3 separate regions of the Mus musculus genome follow, and regions 1 and 3 are each linked to region 2. The links are chromatin contacts, called in public HiChIP or PLAC-seq and promoter capture Hi-C maps. All regions are on one chromosome and are shown on one strand. Each heading gives the region's core, a stretch centred on a gene start, on an enhancer-like site or on the middle of the called end of the contact. The rest is flanking DNA. Distances are from core to core; before and after follow the strand shown.

Evidence for each region. HiChIP or PLAC-seq counts read pairs in DNA pulled down with a chosen protein or histone mark. Capture Hi-C pulls out chosen DNA fragments and counts their contacts.
Region 1: a contact with region 2 is called in an H3K4me3 HiChIP or PLAC-seq map of embryonic forebrain, with 9 times the contacts expected there. The contact joins the promoter of Chd1 here to the promoter of Lix1 in region 2. A contact is called at or near these places in 3 of 39 promoter capture datasets (the C10 cell line, cranial neural crest and second pharyngeal arch cranial neural crest), 1 of 484 Hi-C or Micro-C datasets (B cells) and 4 of 115 datasets of contacts at active chromatin or transcription factors (astrocytes, embryonic forebrain, embryonic hindbrain and 1 more).
Region 3: a promoter capture Hi-C map of adipose tissue shows a contact between it and region 2, with 2.6 times the contacts expected there. The contact joins the promoter of Pdcd2 here to the promoter of Lix1 in region 2. A contact is called at or near these places in 4 of 39 promoter capture datasets (cranial neural crest, frontonasal cranial neural crest, maxillary cranial neural crest and 1 more), 1 of 115 datasets of contacts at active chromatin or transcription factors (embryonic forebrain) and 1 of 9 other capture datasets (adipose tissue).

What each region holds. Positions count from the first base shown.
Region 1 is chr17:15,703,541-15,706,640 of GRCm38.p6, forward strand. It overlaps Chd1 (chromodomain helicase DNA binding protein 1), which reads left to right and starts at 1,427. Exons shown (of 36, transcript NM_007690.3): 1 at 1,427-1,772. It overlaps 5830433I10Rik (a long non-coding RNA gene), which reads right to left and starts at 1,837. Exons shown (of 2, transcript XR_001782213.2): 1 at 774-1,837.
Region 2 is chr17:17,400,883-17,403,945 of GRCm38.p6, forward strand. It overlaps Lix1 (limb and CNS expressed 1), which reads left to right and starts at 1,804. Exons shown (of 6, transcript NM_025681.2): 1 at 1,804-2,144. The coding sequence starts at 2,063.
Region 3 is chr17:15,525,779-15,528,753 of GRCm38.p6, forward strand. Pdcd2 (programmed cell death 2) reads right to left here and starts at 1,523. Exons shown (of 6, transcript NM_008799.2): 1 at 1,213-1,523; 2 at 595-834. The coding sequence starts at 1,495.

The sequences.
Region 1 (3,100 bases), core at 177-2,676, 1.7 Mb before region 2:
TTTCCTTTCCTTTCCTTTCTCTTTCTTTCTTTCTTTCTTTCTTTCTTTCTTTCTTTCTTTCTTTCTTTCTTTCTTTCTTTTTTAGGTTTTTCGAGACAGGGTTTCTCTGTGTAGCCCTGGCTGTACTGGAACTCACTTTGTAGACCAGGCTGGCCTCGAACTCAGAAATCAGCCTGCCTCTGCCTCCCAAGTGCTTGGATCAAAGGTGTGCGCCACCACCGCCGGGCAAAGTTTAAATTTTCATTAGAAATTTCCCAAATAGCTTAAGAATCATTTGGAGATATTATGGCAGCCAAACTCATTTGACTTCGAAGGAGAGGTCTCTACAGAAAATGCAACTTCAAAAAGTAAGTTGAAAACTTTAAAAAGTTAGACCCACAAGGTGGGTACACCAGCAATTCCTTTACTACCACTCCGGAGGCTGAGGCAGGGAGATGGAGAAGTGGAAGACCAGCCTGGCTTTGTATACTGTCTTTAAAGAATCTTTTATTTGCAGGCCAGGTAATGAAATCAGAAAGAATTTTGATTTAAAAACAAGTAAGCAAACAAAGTTCCAAATCCTTGCAAAAACAGTCAGCCTTGTGGTGATGGCACACGCCTGCCTGTAATGCCTAAACTTCGAAGGATCACCCTGAGGCCACCCTGGGCTACATAATAAAACGCTCTTTCAAAACCAAAAAGCATAATAAAAACAAAATTGAAAACCGTACATAGATTGCTACATCACCACGCTTGAAGAGATTCTGCTTCGACATACTGAGGCCTGCGGATACAGTAATGACAGTAACTGTCAACTAAGCTGCAGCACCTTAGATCCAGTTACCAACGCCCCTCCAGTTCCGATTCCGCACGGCACCCTTCCACCCGCATTCCAGGGAGCGATCTAGGCAGGCACAGTTGTAAAAGTTCTTTTATGAACCAGGCATGGGCCACCCACACACGAATCAAGGAGCGTCCTGGGAGGTCAGCAGCTCGAACTCTATTTTCTCTCTTTCACTAAAGCCCCGCCCGGGAGGAGACTTAGTCGCTGGTCGCCCAGGCAAAGATCGCAGCGGGAGGCGACTAGGTTGCCCAATAGTTCTCTAGCTGCCCGGGTGACGCAGCAGCTCCGACCGGACTCCGGACACCCGGCGCGCGCGGCCGGCCCCCACCGCAGGCAGTCCTGGGCCCCCGCTCTGGATCCCTGCGCATCCGTGCCGTGACCAGAGCGCCCATCCCCGGGAGCCCCACGAACGCCAGGGGTAGCGCCGGTTACGAGTGCGAAGGCCGAGCCTGGGCTGGACTCGGTGGCTTTCCCCGAGGGGCGTGCACCACCTCGGCGCCCCGCCCCGCCCCGCCCCGCCCCCGCGCGTCGGCGGAAAGGCCGGGCGTGCGCGCCGCCGCCGCGCGCCGGGAAGGGGAGTGAACCGAGGCGGTGACGTCGCTCGGGAGGCGGAGGCGACAGCGACCTCGGCGGCGCCGCGCGGCGGAGACGGTTGCGCTCGATCGCGGTCTTGGCGTCATGGCGGCTGCCGGCGGCCGATAAGCGGCGGGGCGGGAGCGCGGACGGAGGAGGCGCCCTCGGTACTTCCCGCTCGGCCCGGGCGCCCGGAGATGAACTGATCGTCGGACCCGCTCCCCAGCTCCGCGCGTCTCCGCCCGCTGCCTCCCCTCCCCCTCTGCCGTCCGCGGCGCGGGTCCCGCGGCCTGGGCATCCAGGATCGCGGGCCCCCGCGCGGGGCATCCTCCGCCCGAGGCGCCGGCCCGCGCCACCCTTCGCCCTGTGCCCGCCGGTAAGGACGGGTCGGCGAGGCCGGGGAGGCCGGGAGCGGGCGAGGCCCGCGAGGCCCGGCGCGGCGCCGGGGGCGTGGGAGAGCGGCCCGGCGCATCCTCAGCGGCCTGGCGGCGCTGCCCGGCGCGCGGAGGGGACCAGCACGTGGGAGCGCGGGGCGGGTGGGGGGGAGGGGGCGGTGGCCGGGCGAGCCCGGGAGGGCGCGCGGCGGGGCTGCGGGAGCGGGAGGCGGGAAGGAGGCCGCGGCGCCCGGCTGCGGGGAGAAGGTGCAGCGGCCCCGCGCGGCGCCGCCCGGCAAACTTAGCCGGGAGCCCGGCAACTGCCAGGCGGGGAAGGAGGCTGCAGAGGGAGCCCTGGCCACTTCGGGGGCTCTTATTGTTGAGACGCGGGAGCGTCCGGAGTCCGGGCGCTCGGAGGAGAACTTAGGGCCGGACGGAGAAAGGAGGCGAGGCTGGAAAGGAAGTCCAGCGGACGGGGAAAGCCATCTTGAGGGGCGAGAGGAAGGTGAAAGGGAAAGCGCCTAGGCGAGTGAACTTTCTCAGCGCAGACTTTGCGGAGAGGAGGTGGAGGACTTCGGCCGGTTTCACCGGGGCTGGAATTAATAGTTAACGTTAGGAATTACTGTTGAGTGCTGTGGATCTTAGGTGACCTGTTCTCCCAGAGGTATGGAGACTGAGCTCTGCAGGTTGGAAATCCTGATCCAGGTGCAGAGTCGGCCCCCCGGGCGGAGGTGGCAGCAGCCTGTTTGGCCCCTCTGTTCTTTGGAGTGGAAATAATCAGTTAAGTCTCTGCTGGAGTCGGAGGACAACTCTGTTGCGTCCCGAGTGTGTCTTGGTGGTACTTTCTGGCTGGGGAAGGATCTGACGTCTCCTTCCCCCGCTTCTTCCTCTCCCTCCCCTGCCAGAGATCTCCTTTGTTTATTCGTGGTTGGCTTGTAGGTGACTCTAGTGCTCTGGCGGAAATCTTGAGAGGTGGAAATATTGTCTTGCTCCCCACCCCCGTCCCCGTCGTTTGCCTTGAAAATAAGATACAGTGTGTATTCTTTGTATTGCCTTTTTATGTTTTTTTTCAAGGCGTCTTAAGTACCTTACTGGGTATATAATTTTTTTTTCCACTCTACCATTGGTTTACCTGGTAAAAACTGTCTGTTTTGACGTTTGTAGTTTTGCTAAGATCATGATAACCTTTTATTACTCTCTTTTCCGAATGAACATTTAAAAACTTTCCTTAGCTGGATATGAAGTTCTTAGTAATAGGAGTTAGTGCTTCAGTAAACATAACCCTTACCCTCTCGTCGTTTGTTTGTCGAAGTTACCGAGTAGCATTTTC
Region 2 (3,063 bases), core at 554-3,053:
TTTCTGAGTTCGAGGCCAGCCTGGTCTACAAAGTGAGTTCCAGGACAGCCAGGGCTACACAGAGAAACCCTGTCTCGAAAAACAAACAAACAAATAAATAAAATAAAATTCTTAGACTACAGACAGTAACTTTTTTCTGGCCTGAAGTTATTGCTCAATGATAGATAAATTGCCAAGCCTGTACAAGTCTCTGGGTTTGGTCTTCAGCAACACACACACACACAAACACACATGTGAGCATTCATGCCTGCTGCTCACAATTTGATGCAAGGCATATATAGCATACTTTGTGACCCAAAGTAAGTCTCTTCACATGAGGTTCAAGCATATATATGAACTATAAATAGATCTATGTATCATTTCATTTTGTCTATGTGACAATCCTGAATTTCTTCTCTGGGTGGCCTAAATTTCCTGTGGGTATTTGTCAAGGAATAATCATTATAATAGCATTTATTATCACTGCTACTTTTTCCTTCTCTGTTTTTTATTAAGCCCACCCTTCTACAACTAGCTGAAGAAATTGATCACATGAAAGACATTCTATTTATATAGTCTTTAAAGAATTAGTTTCACAATAATGGAATGTGAAGATTGGAAGGAACATGAGACAACAATCTGTGAGTTCTGTGTAAAAAAAAAAAAAAAACTTCAAATGAAGCAGCAAAGTCCTTCACAGCGCCTCAACAACAAGAGCATACAGCTAGTAAAGTTGGTTCGTTTGTTTCTGATATTACATATTCCTGAAGTGTGATATGTGATCACATGACATGTTTGTCTCTTGTCAAAGTGTTATTTTACACATGTGTACGGATCTGTAGAGATAGGAAAGAGTCTCATTTGCTGAGTTCTTTTAATAACTTTCTATTAAACTTTTCTTTTAAAGGTATTGCTTTTTGCTCTTAGTCGATAGAAATTCTTGTCACTGTTGTTGCTGCTGTTGTTTTTGGTGTTGCTGGTGGTGGTGGTGGGCTGGTGGTGTGGTGGTGGTAGTTGTAGTGTCTGTAGTCTATGCAGGTGTGTATGTAAGAGCATTCCAGAGAATGATAGTAGATAGCTTCTATCACTCTCCACCTTAGTTTTTGAAACAGCATCTTTCAGAGAATATGAAGCTACCCATTTTTGCCAAATTGACTGGTAGACATGTCCTGGGAGCCACCTGTCTCAGCTTCCGGACCCTAATGTTACCTGTACATGCAGCCATGTATATGCAACCATGTCCTGCTTTCACTTACATGCCAGGAATTTGAACTAAGTTCTCTTGCTTTCACAAGAGTCCTGACACCCTGAGCCATTTCTCCAGATCTCACCATTAAATTTTTAACAGAATAAATTATGAGAGAATGATATCAGGATTAATTAAAGTCAATCTTGGGAACGATTTGTCTTGGAGGGTAACAGAAAAAGAAATATGGTCAGGCAAAGTATAAAAGAGTTCACTAGGGATTGCTTGCTACTGCTCACCAGAAGTGACTGTCATTGCAGGGAGGATTCTGATTTCAGAAATAATGCATTATCTCACTCTAATCGTAATCTTTATAGTTCCTCTTTCCCAAAGGGGAATTTAGATTGTTGGTTGTAGTGGTTATTCAATGATGGCAGTCCCAAGCCTTCCCCTTGTAATTTAGGAACCTGCAGGACGATGCCTTCTTGAGTACCTATTCCGGGGGCAGCACATTTAAAGAAGGAAGGCTGAAAGAAATGCCCAAATGGGAAGGCAGCACAGCATCCAGGCAAAATCTGGTTGGAGAAGAAATCTGTTCTCATGATGACTGAGCTTCCCCAGCCTGCCTGTAGGTGGGTGTGTTTAACAGAACGAAGCCATGGGAACCAGCCTGTCAGCCAGCCTTTCAGGCTAATTAGCTCAGCATACAACAAAGATAAGTGAGCCTGAGAGGAGGGCCCTGAGGGTCTTTAGATTCTGGGAAATGTCTGATTGGCAGATGTTAAAAGGGATTCTTTAGTAATCCACTGCATCAATGAGCTGCACAAATTCAGTCCAGAGCTGCAAGAATTCAGGCATGAGGAGACTGTGCAGGAGGCTTGCACAGGCAGACTCGAGATGGACAGAACCTTGGAATCTCTGAGGCACATCATTGCCCAAGCCTTGCCTCACAGAGACCCGGCTTTGGTCTTCAAAGACTGTAAGTACTGAAGGAAAAAAAAAAAAAAAAACCTTTTTTCCCCCCCTGACTTTTTAGAAAATAGTCCTAAGTGTCTAGTCACATCTTGTTTAACTACGATTTCTGCTAGATCTTTGTAGTCGTGTTCTGTGGGCTAAGCAATATTTAAATTGTTCCCGACTTCAGCCAGGAGAAGGCTTTCCTTTTACCTACGCCCACAAGACTCTGGGCTGTTTTGCCAAGACAGTACTGTGTAGATGACTTTTTCTAAAGTCTAAAACCTGCCAAGTCTTAATGATCTTTTCCAGATGCTTTTTAAATAAAACAAAGCTGAGTGGAACTCAATGAAAACTAAAAATAACTTGGAAATGATAATTAAAAAATGCACTGCTCGTTGTTCATCTATTTAATCTTTCACACCATAACTAGACACATTAAATCAGGTATTGTTTTATCTAAAAGTATTGTAGCAAACAAAATTTAATTTTAACCACTGAGCTCCTAAATTTTAATAGCAAATTATAATGCCAATAAAATGTGATGCCTTCTAACTTCAGCCTCATTCCCGACATCCCCACCCCCACCCCCACATGGCATGGCAAAGTTATTTTTAAATCTTTTTCTAAAATGATTATGAAAAATAATTCAGCCAATCTTTACAATTCCAGCAATACTATTAAACCATTTGTCATATAAGTTCGCTTCTGGAACCAATTTGATTTCTCGCTGCTGCAAAACAGACTATCTTCATAGTGTATCTTATCTACAGTGGGTGTCAGATTACAAAGGGCTTCTGGAATAGAATTGCTCTTTGGATCTGCCCAAAAGGTGAAAATGCATATGGAATGTTTTTAGCCTGCAATACGTTACAGCTTCCTTTCTTGTGACTCTAGTGATGTGTGTCTCCATCAAAGTATCAGTGGTTTGGATTCTGCTTTCT
Region 3 (2,975 bases), core at 273-2,772, 1.9 Mb before region 2:
TATTAGATATTATACACAATACCTAACACTAAAGATCTGTTTACACCAACAAAAGCATGAATAAAGTGGAGAGATACAGTCTACAAAGACACTGAACAATTAAGAATTCATTATTCGGATCAGGGATGCATGAATGTGATTGTAACGCTTTTTGCATGACCACGGTTAACTACTCTTAATAATACTACCTGTTAATAAAGCTGGTTGTACTAACCAGTACCCCAGAGCTCGTGTCTCTAGCTGCATATGTAGCAGAAGATGGCCTAGTCGGCCATTACTGGGAAGAGAGGCCCCTTGGTCTTGCAAACTTTATATGCCCCAGTACAGGGGAACACCAGGGCCAAGAATCAGGAGTGGGTGGGTAAGGGAGCAGGGCTGGGGGGGGGGGGGGGGGTATAGGGAACTTTCGGGATAGCATTTGAAATGTATATAAAGAAAATATCTAATAAAAAAATAAAGCTGGTTGTGTTTTAGATTAGCGAAGTGTTCATGTTACCAGTTCCTAAAACTTTTAAAGTATGTTTTCTAATTTCAAGTTTAACCAGAAACTGGAGTACCTCAGTTGACAGAGACGGTAAGGCTAAGTTGTCTTACCTGACTGTGTACAAGCCTGCTTGTGTCCCAGCCGCCAGTCTAATGTCTGATGCTCCTTGCTGCAGTAATGTGCCTGTTTGCACCTAGAGCATGTCATAGGGGCCAAGCAACCACAAACCCGACAGAGATGGGCTCCAGACTTGAGCTGGAGGCACACACATTCCGTACCCAAAGCTTCTGTTTCAGAAGGGGGCTCATAGGAGTAGAATGCGTTGTTCCTTGGTAGCTGATTACGAAAAACTGAAATGAAGAGGAGAAAGGGGTACGTGAGATTATCTTTCCGTGAAACAAAATAATTGAAACATTTGAACCGTTTTCGGTGCTTCACCTCATAAAACCTCATTTAAGGAAAACCTAAGGTTTTTGCTTTCGGGGTGGGGGGGCGGTTTTTATATGAAAGGGAATAAAAATAAAAGCTAAAGAGCTTTTAAACCCGGGAAGAGTTCCGTCTGACAAGAGAAATTGGCTTTAAGGAGTCCGTGCCCAGGATGAAAGGGACACGATTCTAAGACAATTCCGGTACCTGAATACAACCACTCGCGCCAACCGATCGTCCTACGTCCAGGGTTCAGCCCCCGTGGCAACCCTCGCCCGGGTCCTGTCCCGGCGGCCGCTCACCTCGCAGGCCGGCGCAGCACGGCGGCTCGCGACAGCAGAAGAGAAAGAGGCTGCGGTGGAAGGCGTCGTCCCGGCCCGGCAGCGGTGCGTACACCTGCAGCAGGAAGGCGAGCGGGCGGCCGCAGCGCGCACACGCCAGCGCCCCGGGCCCCGGCAGCTCCGCCAAGCCCAACCACGCGGGCCGCCCGCCCACTTTGCTGGGAAACTGCTCGCTGCGCAGCCTCCAGGCCGGTGCCTCCTCGGCGAAGCCCAACTCCACAGGACCAGGGGCGGCTGCAGCCATGCTCGCAGCAGGACTCTGCCACCAGGCCGGAAGAGGGCGGTCACGTGTTAGGCCGGAAGGCGGGAGGCGGGGTCAGATCTCGAGCTGGGACCGGACTGGAGGTAACCCTATAGGCAGGAAGCAAAAGTGAATAAAGGACGCTGGTGAGCAAGACTACCTCCATCGAACTGTCACTGTTTCTGGGGATCCGAAGGCCGGAAGCTCTTCAGACCTCTGAGATTAGGGTGTCGGTTGTAGATCCTCAGGTTGGAGTGAGGGAAGTGGGGGCATTCTCAGCACTCGGGGACAAAAGACAAACTTTAATTAGTTCGCAGCTGTAGCCTTTCGCTATTGGGTAAGAGACTCAGCCCGGATCAGAAACATTTCATGGTTTATGCCGTTAGATATTGTCATAATCTTTGTGATTATCTTAGAGTGGTCTTTTAAAATCTCTGCTTCAAAAGAGGTTTTTCCCGGAGCTGAGCAAGTTTTACAGAAGCTGAATTTTCAGATTTTTATTATGACAGTTTCTCTAGCAAATGGAACTTGCTAAGTGGATATTGGTGGTGGTCACTTCTTAAGGGAGAACAAATGCGTGCTTCCTTTGGAAGAGAAAGGGGCAAGTAGGCTTCCCAAAGCAGAAGTTAGCAGTTTAGGTTATTCTGTTATCTCAGAACAGAGAGTTTCTTATTCTCTTATCTTAGTTTTATGAAACTGAATACATCCTAAGTAATGTCGCCAATCATAATTAATGTTGAAGTTTGCTATTTTTATCTTCTCTTTCAAAGGGAGGCTCTGTTCTCCTGTGGAAGAATTGAGGTTGGGGGCGAACCCACACAGACCCTTGAAACCTGTCCTCATGCAGTTAAAGGATGTTCAAAACTGGGGTGGAGGAGAAAGATGACCGGATACAGTTGAGGAGGAGCACTCGAAACAAACGTAAATCATAGCGCTCTGCTTCACACAGTTGGGTGCTCCCATACTCGCTGCCCTGTGTGTTGGATTTAGACAGGAAGCAAGATGTAAAGACAAAACAACAGTGGGTTTTTTGGCTAGTGTAAACAAGAATTCCTGGAAAGGAGCTGTCTACAAAGTCTGGTTAACTAATAAAACTTTTTGACTTTGAAGAGTTTAGAATCTTTAGAAATGGTACTATTTCTCTTGGGTTGTCTTTAGCCCCTTAAAGATACCTTAGTGGCCGCTTTTGTGTCAGACCTAACACCTTGATAAACAGATAAAGACTATTGGACTGTATTAACAAAATGCTATTCTCCACCAATCAAAAGGCTAACAATGCTATCAGATGGTGTCTCAGGTCTGTACTGAGATTCCTCTGTAACTACTTAATGTTTCCACAAATGCATTCATTGTTAAAATACCTTGATTTCAAATTTCCTTTTTGTTCTGTTACTATAAAAACTCCATGAAAGTGCTTCCACACTGGAACATATAGTACTTGGGAAGACATGAATATATGTTCCCGGGCTACGATCATTCAAAT